Regions from separate parts of the Zea mays genome. Here region 1 is linked to region 2. Evidence: chromatin contacts called from public Hi-C data. All regions are on one chromosome and are shown on one strand. Each heading gives the region's core, a stretch centred on a gene start, on an enhancer-like site or on the middle of the called end of the contact. The rest is flanking DNA. Distances are from core to core; before and after follow the strand shown.

Region 1 (6,760 bases), core at 1,522-4,021, 550 kb before region 2:
ATTTTGGTAATAATCAGCAAGCTAAGGATCAACAGCTTTACTACATAAACAAGCATCTATCCGGAGTTACAGACATGAACATGCACAGGAATTCATGAAAATATTCACCTTTGTAACATTAGGGTGGCTGAGCTTATGCCAAACAGCAACCTCCGTCTTAAATGATGTTCGTAAAGCAGCAGTTTCAGCCTCTGTGGCAAAACCATCTTCTCCCCAATCCAAAAGCTTCACTGCAGTATCACACAATAATCTTACTTATCTGTCCTTGGAATTGTGGACATATAGTGCACACATGTCAGCATGACAATAGCAGATCAATGAAGCATCATAAGTAATTGTGATAATAATATCAAAGAATCCCTATTCAACAGTGAAAGTATGTGGTTGTTAACTTAAGAGAATTGATTAAAAAACAGAAAAAGGAGACCCACCCCACCGAAAGTAAATGATATCATTTATTTATTATTAATGAAGCAATAAGAGGAAGCAAGTGCTCTGTGGTCTAAAACCACAATCTTGTAAGTCAAAGCAATAAATTTTAGATGAAAGCAATTGAATTGGATCAAAAAAATAAAATCTTAATCTAACAAAAATGTAGCACAAAGAGCTTCTGATAGCATTGTCATTTGTCGTGGTCACATATCTATAGCTGATGAACACAACAATGATATCTACTGTATATACTAAAGTTGCACAATGGCTTATTGACGACAAGCACAACAATGGCAAAACTAATCTTGAGAAGGCTACAGGAACATTACATAGTTTGGAAAGATTAAGTGCAAAACATTATTTGCACATCAATCTCCGAATGACGTGAAGATCAATTCGTAGAAGGATAGACGCTTAAAAAGATAAGGAAAAGGAAAAGAGGTCAACATCAAAACATTTCTGACTGGCAATAAATTGATTAAGGGGCATGGGGCAGGAGGACTGCAACCCAAAAGTGAAAAGTAAGAAATAGAGGGAAGAATGGGAACACATGCATACTTTGGGAAGTCGAGAAAGAATATCCTGAAACTATTCGTGCTGCAAGGTCATAAACTAGGAGTATGCAAAGCCACACATGCCCGTCTAAATTCTAGGCATGCGACAAGCTTAAATGTAGTCTAACCAGACCAGTCCATATTTACTATCTTACTGAATTCCTCCATTCAAGCAACAGATTTGTCAGCATTTTAACCACCAACCATTAAGGTCAAATGCACATTCTAAACCATAAGTTTCAGTTAGGAAAAGTTTCTTCTTAAGAAAAAAAAGGCATGCATATCTTAGAGTCCGCAATGTGATAGAACATATGGAGCAGTTGCAAAAGAACAGTAGATACATTGCAAATTCGCAATCAAGCATATGTAGCAGCATCTCAAGCACAAATGATCAAGACAAACCCTGGATTAGACAGAGAAGTGATGCCAGGTATTACTTTCCACAAAAAATCGAATAATAAGGCCTTCCATTCCATAGGTTGGATTGGAATAAACTTCAATAAGTAAGCTACTGGAACTAGTCAGTAGTCACACAGAAGCATTGTTTCAATCATGGGGTATATTGTTTCAGTCATGGGGTATGTTATTTCACCTTGAATCCATAAGACAGCATAAGACTTTTACCAAAGTGAGCCTGTCTGCAACATTATCATACACTTTGAAAGAAGCAGAGCTAGATCAATACCTGCGACGTCCTGTCCATCGTAGGTGCCCCGGTAGACCGTGCCATACGTCCCCTGAGCGATGACATAGCGGATCTCCAGCTTTGCAAGGTCGATCTCCCACTCCTCCTTTGGCCCCTGGGATTTGAGATTGGCTTTGCCCCAGGTCTTGGTGAGCTGGTTCTCCAGCTGGATGTCGAGGCTCGTAAGATCAATCTTGTCTGCACGCACATACGTATCGTTGCTTCCCAAGCTGCCGGACCTCTTCAGCTTCTCCTTCCCCTCGGCCATCTCGCTGGTGCTCGACGCCATCGCCGCAGCGGCCAAAAGTAGCTTTCCGGGAACGATTCCGGGAGGCACAAAACCAAGAGCACACGAACACCTTCACTGGAGATGGGGAACCGGTGTGCTACAGAACATGCTGGAGCACAAGAGACGAAACAGGAACCGGCTTCTCGCCCCCAAGAAGCCACCAATCCAAGAATCGGTAAAGCCTTTTGACCGGAGATAGCTAAAATCTTGGCCGAGACTTGACTGGAGATATGCACCACCAAACAAAATTCCACGAATTAGGCCGTGACCTGGCAGGAGAGGAGATAGACACCGGTGGATCCAATCCAACAAGTAAAGAGAGGATGCAGCTGTACTATACCGACCTAAAGCGACGGTGGCAGGCAGCACGGAGGTGAAGAGCCCCCGGGACCGACCGGCCAGGTTGACCAGCGGTCGACGAAACCGGCAGGAAAGATCGCGAGCTGGAGGCGCCGAACGCCCCGAATCCAATCAAGCAGAGGCCAGGTTGTCCTGAGCCCCCGCCCCGCAAGAACACAAGACCCGGCGGAGCCTCCGGTCGCGGATGGCGCAAATCGGCACCGAATCGGCGCAAGATTACCTCCGGGATGGTAAGGAGAAGTGGATGCGCCGTTGACTTGGCCGGTTTGGCCGGGAGCGGCGGTGCAATTGGCGCTCGGGGCGGGGTGGGGGCGGTTCCGGTGTTGACGAAGCGTAGGCGCGTAGCGAGAGCCGGTTGGGCAAGATGTTTATTGCTAGGGCCACTACCCACCACCGGCAGGAGCTGCGCCCGCTTCGCCTAGGCCTGTCCGGTCGCCTTGGCGCCTTGCCGTCTTGGCGGCTCCTTTGTTCTACGCCGCGTCTCTTGCGGCCGCAAAGGATATGCTGCTTCCCCACGGTCCAAGCTGGACTGCAGACGAGAGATTTTTTCTTTCGCATACGGCATGCGCTCGAGATTATTGCCAGTCATGCCCAAGATGATTGCCAGTCATCTTCATACATGTGGGTCCTCGATTTTCATCTGTCAAAAAGGTTGGCTGCTTTACTTGCCTACTAGTTGGTTTCCTGCTTAAGAAGCCACAGCTTTTCGTTTGAGTTGAAGAACCCCAGTTGTTTGGTTTATTGTCTAACTTGTCACGATTCGCCACATCTAAGATTAGATAAGTTTGACTAAATTATGCATATGTTTAGTTTAATTTAAAGCCACAGTTATGGTAAGATTTTTCTCCTGCTGCGTAGGTCTCACTCGTCAATGACCGATAAAATTGTGACAAGATTCGCTTAGAGCAACTCCATTAGTTCTCTAAAAGACTTCTTAAATCAATAATTTAGGTAGTTAACATGAAAATTATTCTCCAACAGTTCTCTAAATGAACTTTCTAAATTTAACAACTTGTCATCTAACCTCATTTTCTCTCTACATTTGTCAACCATTTAACAACTCCCTAAACAAAAATGTTGACTGCATTATATAGTTTTTGTGACTTATTTTTTATGTGGATAGATACAAAACAAAATTACAACCTATATTTAGAGAACTATTGGAGAACTCACATTTTTTTACTTCAAAAGCCATTTAGCACTTCTTAAATCTGTGATTTAGAGAGCTAAAATTTACATAACTATTGGAGTTGCTCTTAGGCGTGGCAAACTGTGGCGTAGAATTTGAGCGACTAACCTTATGCACATTAGGCAAATGTGACATAACATTGTTTGGCAATTTTTTGGCACCATAGTTATAGAATCAAACAACCCCTAAATTTAGACGGGAAAGTTAGGAAAGTTGTGGCGGAAACCAAACATACAGCTGACAAGTATACTACGAAACAAAATACAAAGATAAATTTATTGGCACCTTTTTTGTGTAAACCTGGTAATTATAATCAAAGTTTGATTTGATCTGTATCCTTTTCAGGACCGCAGGTGCACTCGCATTTCTTATCCTCGCATCGCAGGAACGAAAGCACCAGCCATGGAACCAACCATAAAGCAGGCACACGTACGTCTGGTGTTGCGTACGTCAGGACACGCAGCCCAGCCCTAGACCATGCATGTGTGTGACAGGGACCGAGCTTTTGCTCCCACTACCGGATCATGTGGCGGTGCCGCCTTAAAGCCAAGATCATCCGATCCAGCACCGAAAAAAAAAGATCCCGAATGGCCGGCGATGGAGGATGCATGGCTCTCTGCTAGACAAGACGACGGTGCGCAATGGCGTACGTTCAGAGATTCAGAAAGCTAACTAGAGCTTGCGGCTGAAGCAACTCTTGTGCTACAGAGTGGTTCCGTTCGTTAGTTGGTAGAGGCCCCGGGTAGAGCACGCAGCAACCATGGTCGTCATGGTGGGTGGCGGCCGGCCGGCGCCTGGCGGCCTCTCCTTTTCGCCGGCCGGCCGATTCGGAGCCCACCTCACATCAGATTCAGACAGCCGCCTACATGACTAGCATATTATTACCAAGTGCAGTGTAGTGCCTAGTGGGGGATGAGCGTGAGATAAGGAGTCGTTGATCGTGGGCCCGATTCCTAATTCTTCGCAGCGAATTGCTCTGTTAGCCGATGAAGAAGTTTCTTCCCCTATAAAAATGTAAACAGAAAATTTTCTTCTTTTGACGGATAAACAGGGACGGAGATAGGAAACATTCTCCATCCCCGTTCCTCGTAAGGTCCCGTTAAATTTGTACGTGACGATGTTTTTGTGTACTAGTTAATAATAAAACTAAATAATTATATTGTCAAAATATTACTCATTTTACAAATATATTCATTTTGATGTATATATAATAATTTCTTACTCTGTCAATGTATACAAGTGACAATATTTTACATTAATAATAAAAGATGCATGTCTTAATTATAATTTAAGCGAGAACGTGGTTCCTCGTCGGGGATTTATCCTCACGGCAAACGGGGAGATTTCCGTGATTTTTTTGTTACGGGGATGGAGATAGGGATGGGGAGCTATTCCCCGACGAGAAATTCCTCATTACCATCCCTAATCGTGACTACTCATGCAGCAAAGCAAAGTAAGAAAGTGGTTGTCATAATAAAACCTAGAGAGTAATTCGAGCATCTTATGTTCCTAAATACAAATTTAAGAAGTTCAACGGTTATGTCAAAGATGTGACTAAATTTATAAAGTCCCTATCCAACCTTATATTGTTGCTAAATATAAACCTTATATTGTTGCTAAATGTAGCAAGCTTCTGTTCACTCTCGAAGCATAGATGTATACCAAAAATATTTGGTAACTAAAATAGAGAACTATTGGAGAACACACAAAATTTACTCCATGTTACCATTTAGCAACTCTCTTGTTGGGGGTTCTCTTTGGCCAAATGTCTTCAAAATATTGATTTGTTAATTGTTTCTAAGTATGTTTCAGATATATCAAAAGGATTGACAATTTATGAAAGTACCCTTTGACGGTACTAAGGACTTGGATGTCGCCTAGAGGGGTGAATAGGAAAATATAAAAACTTAAACTCAAATGATTTTTTTACTCTACTCGAAGCGTTAATCACGGCGGAATAAAATAAGTCAAGTAGATCGCGGCAGAATAGAGTCTTTGCCTCAAAATATCATGTACTTCACATAAAGCTTATACCAAAGATAAGTAGAGAAGTGAAAATAAGAAAGCAATGCAAGAGACAAGAGACAAATCATTTTTTCCATGGTTTGCCCAAGCCTGAAATGTTGCCTACATCCACGTTGGAGTTAGCCAACTTGACTCTATTACAACTCCATCCGGTTGCTTAGGTTTATCACCAGTGTGATAAATCGAGTCTTCCACTATCTTAGATGATGGTTGCAATACAATAGAAATGTGACTATCACAAGTTAGCAGCTCTCCGGTAGATGAACAAAACACCAACACTTGTTCAAGGTCATTGCTCACTCTTGCAGCAACACTACACCTCTCTGTTTGGCTAGAACGAACGCCAAACACTAAATCTACAGAGAATACACAAGAGATGAGACAAATATGACTATAAGCACTATTGTGAAAGTCTCCTAGAGGGGGTGGATAGGCGAAATCTGAAATTTATAACTTAATCCACAAACTACAAGCCGGGGTTAGCGTTAGAGCGAATATCAAGTCCGGGAGAGAGGGAAAACAAATCAACCAAGAAAATAAAGCGGATGACACGGTGATTTGTTTTACCGAGGTTTGGTTCCAAAGAACCTAGTCCCCATTGAGGTGGTCACAAAGACCGAGTCTCTTTCAACTGTTTCCCTCTCTCAAACGTTCACTTAGACCGAGTGAGCTTTCTCCTTAATCAAACAGGTCACTTAGACCCCACAAGGACCACCACACACTTGGTGTCTCTTGCTTTGATTACAAGTCACCTAGAGAACAAGAATGAGGAAGAAGAAAGTCAACCAAGCAACAAGAGCAACAAAGAAACACAAGACGATCTTCTCACAAGTCCTAAAATACTAGAGTTGAATTGTGGACTTTGATTGGATCGGAGGCTTTGATTTGTGTCTTGGAGTGTTGTGTATTGCTCTTGTATTGAACGCACTGTTGTGAATGCTTGGATGGTTAGAGTGGAGGTGGTTGTGGGGTACTATAGCCCCCAACCACCAATTCAACCGTTGGGGCAGGCTGTTGTCGATGGGCGCACCGGACAGTCCGGTGCGCCAGCCACGTCACCCAACCGTTAGGGTTCTGACGGTTTCGACCGTTGGAGCTTTGTCTTCATGTGACACCGGACAGGCACTGTTCACTGTCCAGTGCGCCTTCTGGCGGCTGCAATGACTCTGCGCGAACTGTCCACGCACTGTAGCACTTTTGCAGGTGTCCATTACAGTCGATCGTTG
Region 2 (7,068 bases), core at 981-3,480:
GTGTGACGAAGCAAGCTTCGTTACGATGACGCGGAAAGGTGGCGTAGGAAGAAGGTGTTGATTCAAACTGCTAGGTGCAAATGACAAAATTGTCCCCATGACATTTGTAAACCTTGTATGTAATCTTCGATGATATGAATATAATATCGTACGAAGTTGTACGATTGCCTATAAATAGGTGAACAGTAGCCCCGTACTGTTCACGCTGGATTGTAACTGCATTCACGCCTTTACCTTCATGCAAGCCGAAGCTATCAATACAATGTGTATCTAGATATTGTTTGTACATTCAATACGAAATTAATAAATGGCATGATATTACATTTGAAATTATGTTTTTATATTTGTCGATGATAAATATATGTTCTTCATGACCTTCACCCATCTATGTAATTAGTTTTATAATTAGACTATATTTTATACTTGTAACTAGGATCAAACAATCATATGTGACGGGACTAAAATTTAGTTCTGTACAATGAAACGGAGCCTTAATCGAAACTAGATCACACAAATGGCAACCCGCCTATTCTGGCAGCTTATCTGTGTATATGACTGGTGCTGGGAATTGGGTTGGGCTAGCCCGGCCCAAGCCCATCATGCTTCGTGCCAAACAGGTTTGGGTCAGAAAAACCCAAAAAACTTTTAGGTCGTGTCGTGCCAGCTCAAAGTGTAAAAACAGTGGCCCGACCCGGCCCTAAACCATGTCGTGCCTTTATTGGGCCGTGCTGGCCCAAGCCCGGCCCATATATTTGACCACATAAAATCAAAATATTACAACCACATAAAGTGCATAACCTACTAAATTAAAGATATTAAACAATCCTAACATCATTTTACCATATAAACTCTAAATATCACAACAATATAAAGTCTCTAGCTTACCAAATTAAAGTAATTAAATAACTTGGGTTTTATTGGGCCGTGCCGGTCCAAGTCTGGTCCGTCTGTGCGGGCCGTGCTGGGACGACGAGCTGGAATTTAAGGCCCGACTCAAGTCTGTCTTCGGGCTGTGCTAGTCGGCCCATATTATTTCATGTTGGACTGTGTTTTGGGCTTCTGTTTTCAGACCGTGCTCGTGCTGGCAAAAAAAAAAAGTCTTGACTATATTCGCAGCACTATATATGACTGGTGGCAACAATGCTTTCTCTTTGCCGGGAGAAAACGGAGAGCAGGGGCGGGAGAGATTAACGAGGTGGAATGCCACATCCTACGTCAGTACTGGAGCAGGCAACAACCGAGAGCTGAGCTGTGCCTTCTCTAGCAGCAGTCGTCGTCAGCACAGGCGCGAGGCGAAGCACCGGCAAGGCAGAGCCGCAGATACGGTGGCCGCGCCCGACAGCAGCAGCTACCAGCGTAGACGTAGCAGCGTCCGCTCGTAGCTAGCTAGCACACAGGCCCCGTTGACCAACTCCAGCAGACTCCCTCTCCGTATCCCTAAAACGCGCGGCCAACACATTCTCTCTCCTCTCCGTATCCGTCTCCGTTTCCAGCAACACTCCCCATCCCACTCCGCATGCAGTCTATGACACCTGGGGCCCGCCAGCAGGCGCGCGCGCACGCAGAGAGCTGCGGAGAGAAGAGAGAAAGCGTGGAAATGGGGAGTCAGGGTACAGGCCGTGCGTTTTACGGAGCCGGATGCGGAGCCTGCTGGACTGATGAATAGTGTGCTAGACTCCGCAAAATACGGATACGGAGCCGCATGCGGAGTGCTGCTGGAGTTGGTCTTAGTTACTCGAAATGGTAAGTCCCGTAGTGTACCTGCGCGGTGTCGGCGCATGCGCAAAACGGCATGCACGGGCACGGCACGCGCACACCGCCTCCCGATCGTCCTCTTCTCTACTACTAAAGGATTAGTAAGGGAAGGACCGAAGGAGTACTCTTCTGGTCCGCATCATCCACATGCCGCCGCCGCCGCCGCTACGCTACGCTAGCTGCCGCTCTGCAAGGGCCCCCCGCGCGGGGCCCCCGCGGCCCTGGCTCTGCCGGCTCGATCGCCTAATCATTCGCCCCGGGCGCGGCCGGACCCCTACACCTCCTCTACCACACCGTAGCATCAGCCCATCTCGCTCCCGCTTTCCCATCGCTCTCGCGCGTCCCTGTCCGCGGGAATCCACCTCAGTCCAGCCACACCGCAATGCTGCTGCGTCTGCCTCTGCGTGCTCAACACCTCCGCTGCATAAAAGCAACCCTCCCTTCTCTCCCTCACTTCCCCGTCGCGCTGTCTACCTCTCTCTCTCTCTCATCACAGCACAGCTCCAGCTCTAGGCTGTAGAGGGTGGAAGAAGCGAGGTCGAGTCACAGAGGCCTGCAGCAACCGTCTGCGCTGAGCATCGAGGCCGCGCTCTGCAGTCTGCTGTCTGCTCTCCCTCGATAAGCCGGGTTCCAAGCTAGCTCTGCAGAGGTACTTGGTCTTTTCTGATTCTTGCTTCTCTTTCTCCCTCGAATTCTTTCTCTTCTATAATACATACTGCGCAGCTGTTCTTCTTCTCCGTCTTTTTTTTCTTACGAAATCTGATATGATACTTTCACCGTCATCCGTCCATTCTCACCGTGCAATCTCAACTTTACACTTCTTGACAGAAAGGTCCTCTGCTAAAAATTCAACGAAGCATCTGCTCTCCTCTCCTCTCCGCTGTTCTTGCTATATATCGATCGCGATTCCATTACTACGATACATAATAATAACAAAAAGAAAGAACCTTTCCGCGTGTTTGGTTGCTGCTCCTGAGCAGGCAGGTGCTTCTCCCCTCGCGAGTATGTGGGTGTCCACACCACACGCCTATCCTCCTTTTTTTTCCGCTTCTTCTCTGTTTTCTTCCCTCTTAATATATCCATCAAATCACTGTGTTAGCGTGTTATGTTCTTGCACCCCCACTGTTCACATGCCCTGCTTTCCCCCCGATCCGTGTACCCTGTTGTGGGGCCTGCGGATTTATCGTATTCCCGCGTCCTATCTCTTTTTCTTGTTGGAACAGAGCTGCCAGTCATAGCAGATAGTAGATAGAGAACAAGCATAGATTAAGTGACACACCGCTTGCTCCATCTGGGGTCAAACAGAGGCTTTTGTGTGGTGCAAGCAAGATCCTGGACAGGAGACGTCATTGTTTACTGTTTTTTTTCTCCTCCATTGACAGTTGCATAAAGGCTGGCAGCAATTTTTAAGATCATGCTTTGAGTTCCCATGCACGTTCCCCCTGCTTCTTGCAGTGTGAGCTCTGACTGAACACGAAGTGATTGGCGGCTTCTCATCGATCGATGGTTGTGTTGTGCTGGCCATCTGAGCGATGAACCAGTTCGTCCCTGATTGGAGCAACATGGGAGACACCTCCAGGCCGCTCGGGTGAGCACTACTCTGATCCCCCCCTAATTGATGATCCATGGAGACCGTGACGCGGAGAGGGAGGAAGGATAACGAAGATTCTGCTGTGTTCTTGCGTTGGTGCAGCGAAGAAGACGACCTCATCGAGCTGCTATGGTGCAACGGCCATGTCGTCATGCAGAGCCAGAGCCACCGGAAGGTGCCGCCGAGGCCGGAGAAGGCGGCGGCAGTGGCGGCTCCACCAGCCCCCGCGTCCGTGCCGCAGGAAGACGAGGGCGGCCTGTGGTTCCCCTTCGCGCTGGCCGACTCGCTGGACAAGGACATCTTCTCGGAGTTCTTCTGCGAGGCACCGACGCCGGCACCGGCGGCGGCGGATGCGGCGCCGGCGGCCTCTGGTGGTGGAACCGGCACCGAAGCCGGCGGCAAGTCGTGCGGCGGGGACGTCCCAGTCCCAGCAGAGGACGACAGGCGCGGCGGCGGCGGGGCGTGCGCGGTGTCGGCGGGGGACCCGTGCGACCTGATGCCGCCTCCCAAGTCGACGCCCGCGTCCTGCTCCAGGCAGCAGACGACGATGAGCCTGGCCAACGGCGGCGACAATGCCGGAGGGGACCTGCCGGGCCTCGTCCGTGCGGGGGCGGAGGCCGGCGCGTCGTCGATGCTGAGCGCGATCGGGTCCAGCATCTGCGGGAGCAACCAGGTCCTGGTGCAGCGCGCGGCGTGCGCGCCGGGGCGCGCGTCCGCGTCCGGCTCCGGAACCGCCCGCGGCGACGGGTCCGGGTCCGCCGCGCTGCCGTCGGCGGTGGGCAGCGCGAACGCGAACGCCGTGGGCGGCGGCAGGGGCCACGAGGCGTCCTCGTCGGGGCGGTCCAACTACTGCTGCTTCGGCGCCGCCACCACCACAACCACAACCACCACCACGGAGCCCGCGAGCACCAGCAACCGGAGCAGCAAGCGCAAGCGGCTCGACACCGAGGACTCGGAGAGTCCCAGCGAGGTCTCGCCCTTTGAACTTTACGATCAGTGCCTCGTCGATCCGTCTATCACTGTTGTTTAATACTAGCAATAACGGGCCTGGGCCGCCGGCAATGCTACGGTGGTGCAGGACGCGGAGTCGGGGTCCGCCGCGATGTTGGCGCGCAAGCCGCCGCAGAAGATGACGACGGCGCGGAGGAGCCGCGCCGCCGAAGTGCACAACCTGTCGGAGCGGGTGCGTGTGACTCTGACGACGACAACTTGTTGCTAGCTGTTGCCTCGTTGAACAGTCGACGACGGTCTCTGACATGGGTGTTTTTGTTTGGTCCCAACAATGTTGCAGAGGAGACGAGACAGGATAAACGAGAAGATGAGAGCCCTGCAAGAGCTCATACCTCACTGCAACAAGGTTCCTTAGACTGCACTGGACAAGAGCTCTCCCTTTACATATATAGTAAACTAAACAGTATAGTAACAAGAATCTTGTTATTGCATTACGTGAGCAGACGGACAAGGCGTCAATGCTTGACGAGGCGATCGAGTACCTCAAGTCGCTGCAGCTGCAAGTGCAGGTCAGTGAGACCGCGACCACGTCCTTCCTCCTCGCCGTGCAAGTCGATCACTGGCATTAACCGTGGGCAACAGACACGAATACTGCCTACTGGCCACGACCTGCACAGCACGGTTCAGGTTAACCGACCCAAACCAAACGTTTGCCGCGCATGCAGATGATGTGGATGGGCAGCGCCGGCATCGCGGCGCCGCCGGCGGTGATGTTCCCCGGCGTACACCAGTACCTGCCTCGGATGGGCGTCGGGATGGGCGCGGCAGCGGCGGCGGCGCTGCCGTCCATGCCGCGGCTGCCGTTCATGGCCCCGCAACCGGTGGTGCCCAGCGCGCCGGTGAGCGTGGGCCCGGTGCCGGCCTACCGGGGCCACATGCCCGCGGTGGGCATCACGGAGCCGTACGGGCACTACATCGGCGTCAACCACCTGCAGCCGGCGCCGCCGCCACCGCAGGTCCAGGTCCGGCCGCGCGTCCCCTGCTGGCTGCTTCATTTTTTTTTTCTTTTCTACTTTTTGTGTGCTGTGTGGCTGACAAGTCTGGGCAGCACTACGCGCAGGGCGTGAGCTACTACCCGCCGCCGCTGGGGGCGACGGCGAAGGCCGTGCAGCAGGCTGCAGAGCTTCACCACGTGCCGGGGCCCGGCGGCAGCATCATGCCCGCCGGCGCCGCACCCGGAGTGCTGCTCCCGGAGAGCGCGCAAGGCAGAGGGCCAGGTACGGTGCCATGCGCTCCGCCCTTCTCATCCTCCGCTTCAGTTTTTGGGCTACAAATGGGAGCACTACGATGAGATGACAACTGCGGCCCTGTACAAGAATCTACTGTTCGCTTCAGTTTCTACGGGTTTGCATCTCGATCGACGAGTTCGGTTCTTGCCGAATAAAGTTGGGTAGCGTGTAAAGCGAGGGGACAAGTACGATACGGTTTGACTGTTTCAAGCCTTCCATCACTTACCATCGGCATCTCTGCTGTCAACGAAATCGGAGGAGTTAGAGCTGGATTACGTGCCTCAAGGTTTGCCACATGGGCCACATTTAGTGCTAGATCGTTTTGGGGGACCCATGCGCTAGTAAAGAATCCTTTTATTTTTGTGCCTCCTCACGGTCTAAACGATCTTATAAACCAGGGGAAATATTCAAAACTTATAAATTTTTATCAATAATTAGTGAAATTGTTAGAGCATAGAACTTATATCAATAGGTTTGTGTTAAAAATAACTCTAAAATGGTATTGATTTTTTATCCTCTGGCTTTATATTATAAAATAAAATAATGATTAAAAAATAGTTTACATGACTTTTCTTTCTCTAGTTTAATATCATTACTATTTTTAGATGGAGGGTAGATGGGAGTGGCTTTTTGTTTGTAGCTCAAGCTCCTTAGCTCTATGATACACTAACTTTTGTGAGGAACACATGGAAATTGATAAGAGTGATTATGACTGGAATTGAATAGAAAGCAGTGAGAAACATATTTTTAGCTCCTATATCTTCCAGTTTATATGGTGAAGTACTTCTTGACTAATCCACACTAACATATATGTGCAATTGCTGTTTGGCTAGCCGGAAATGATTTTTAATCGATAATCCGCTCCATGGAGCGCTACCAAGTGGCCTCTAATTCTTAGCTCCTGCTCCTTAATCTCTGATGGAGTGATTCTAGTTAGAGAGAGATTAATAAGGTGGGACAGTACGTGTGGAAAGCGATTTAGGTGACATTTGTAACTGGAGTAGTGAAAAGGAGTTATTTCTCCTAGGTTCTAGTGTAAATAAAGAAGTATTTTATTTTGTCAATTCCTTGAAAAAATATGTGAATTTGTTCCTCTTTATTTTTATTGAGCAGCGGTAATTTGCATAAATAAACCTCTTCCACACACCACGTCAAATTCCAATGCCGATTTCTTATTAATCTGACAAACAATAAAAACATAGACACACTCACTCATAAATGCATGGATATAATATCCCCATGTGCGCCTCTAAAAGACCGAGTCCAGATCGAGAGATCTGGAGACTGTCGAAATTGCCACAAAAACACCTTGCTATCGACGAGCACATCGTCTACTATACTAGAAAACAACATTGTTTAATCTTAAAAAAATAAATCTAAAAAATATAAGTATTTGTGTTAGCTCAATGACTTGAACACGAGTAAACAAGTTTCACCATAATTTAAAGAACACCTAACTAGTAACCAGTTAAGCTACACTCA

Evidence for each region. Hi-C and Micro-C count contacts between places; a contact is called where the count stands out from the background.
Region 1: a contact with region 2 is called in a Hi-C map of bundle sheath, with 3 times the contacts expected there. The contact joins the promoter of LOC100274496 here to the promoter of LOC100281419 in region 2. A contact is called at or near these places in 2 of 25 Hi-C or Micro-C datasets (bundle sheath and endosperm).

The regions. Positions count from the first base shown.
Region 1 is chr1:259,126,456-259,133,215 of Zm-B73-REFERENCE-NAM-5.0, reverse strand. It overlaps LOC100274496 (Protein kinase superfamily protein), which reads right to left and starts at 2,771. Exons shown (of 7, transcript NM_001148854.1): 1 at 2,305-2,771; 2 at 1,672-2,182; 3 at 109-230. The coding sequence starts at 1,960. It overlaps LOC111590566 (a long non-coding RNA gene), which reads left to right and starts at 2,308. Exons shown (of 2, transcript XR_002749691.2): 1 at 2,308-2,971; 2 at 3,855-4,628.
Region 2 is chr1:258,574,373-258,581,440 of Zm-B73-REFERENCE-NAM-5.0, reverse strand. It overlaps LOC100281419, which reads left to right and starts at 2,230. Exons shown (of 9, transcript NM_001361494.1): 1 at 2,230-2,404; 2 at 3,211-3,343; 3 at 3,449-4,316; 4 at 4,425-4,529; 5 at 4,638-4,703; 6 at 4,801-4,866; 7 at 5,023-5,319; 8 at 5,418-5,574. The coding sequence starts at 3,288.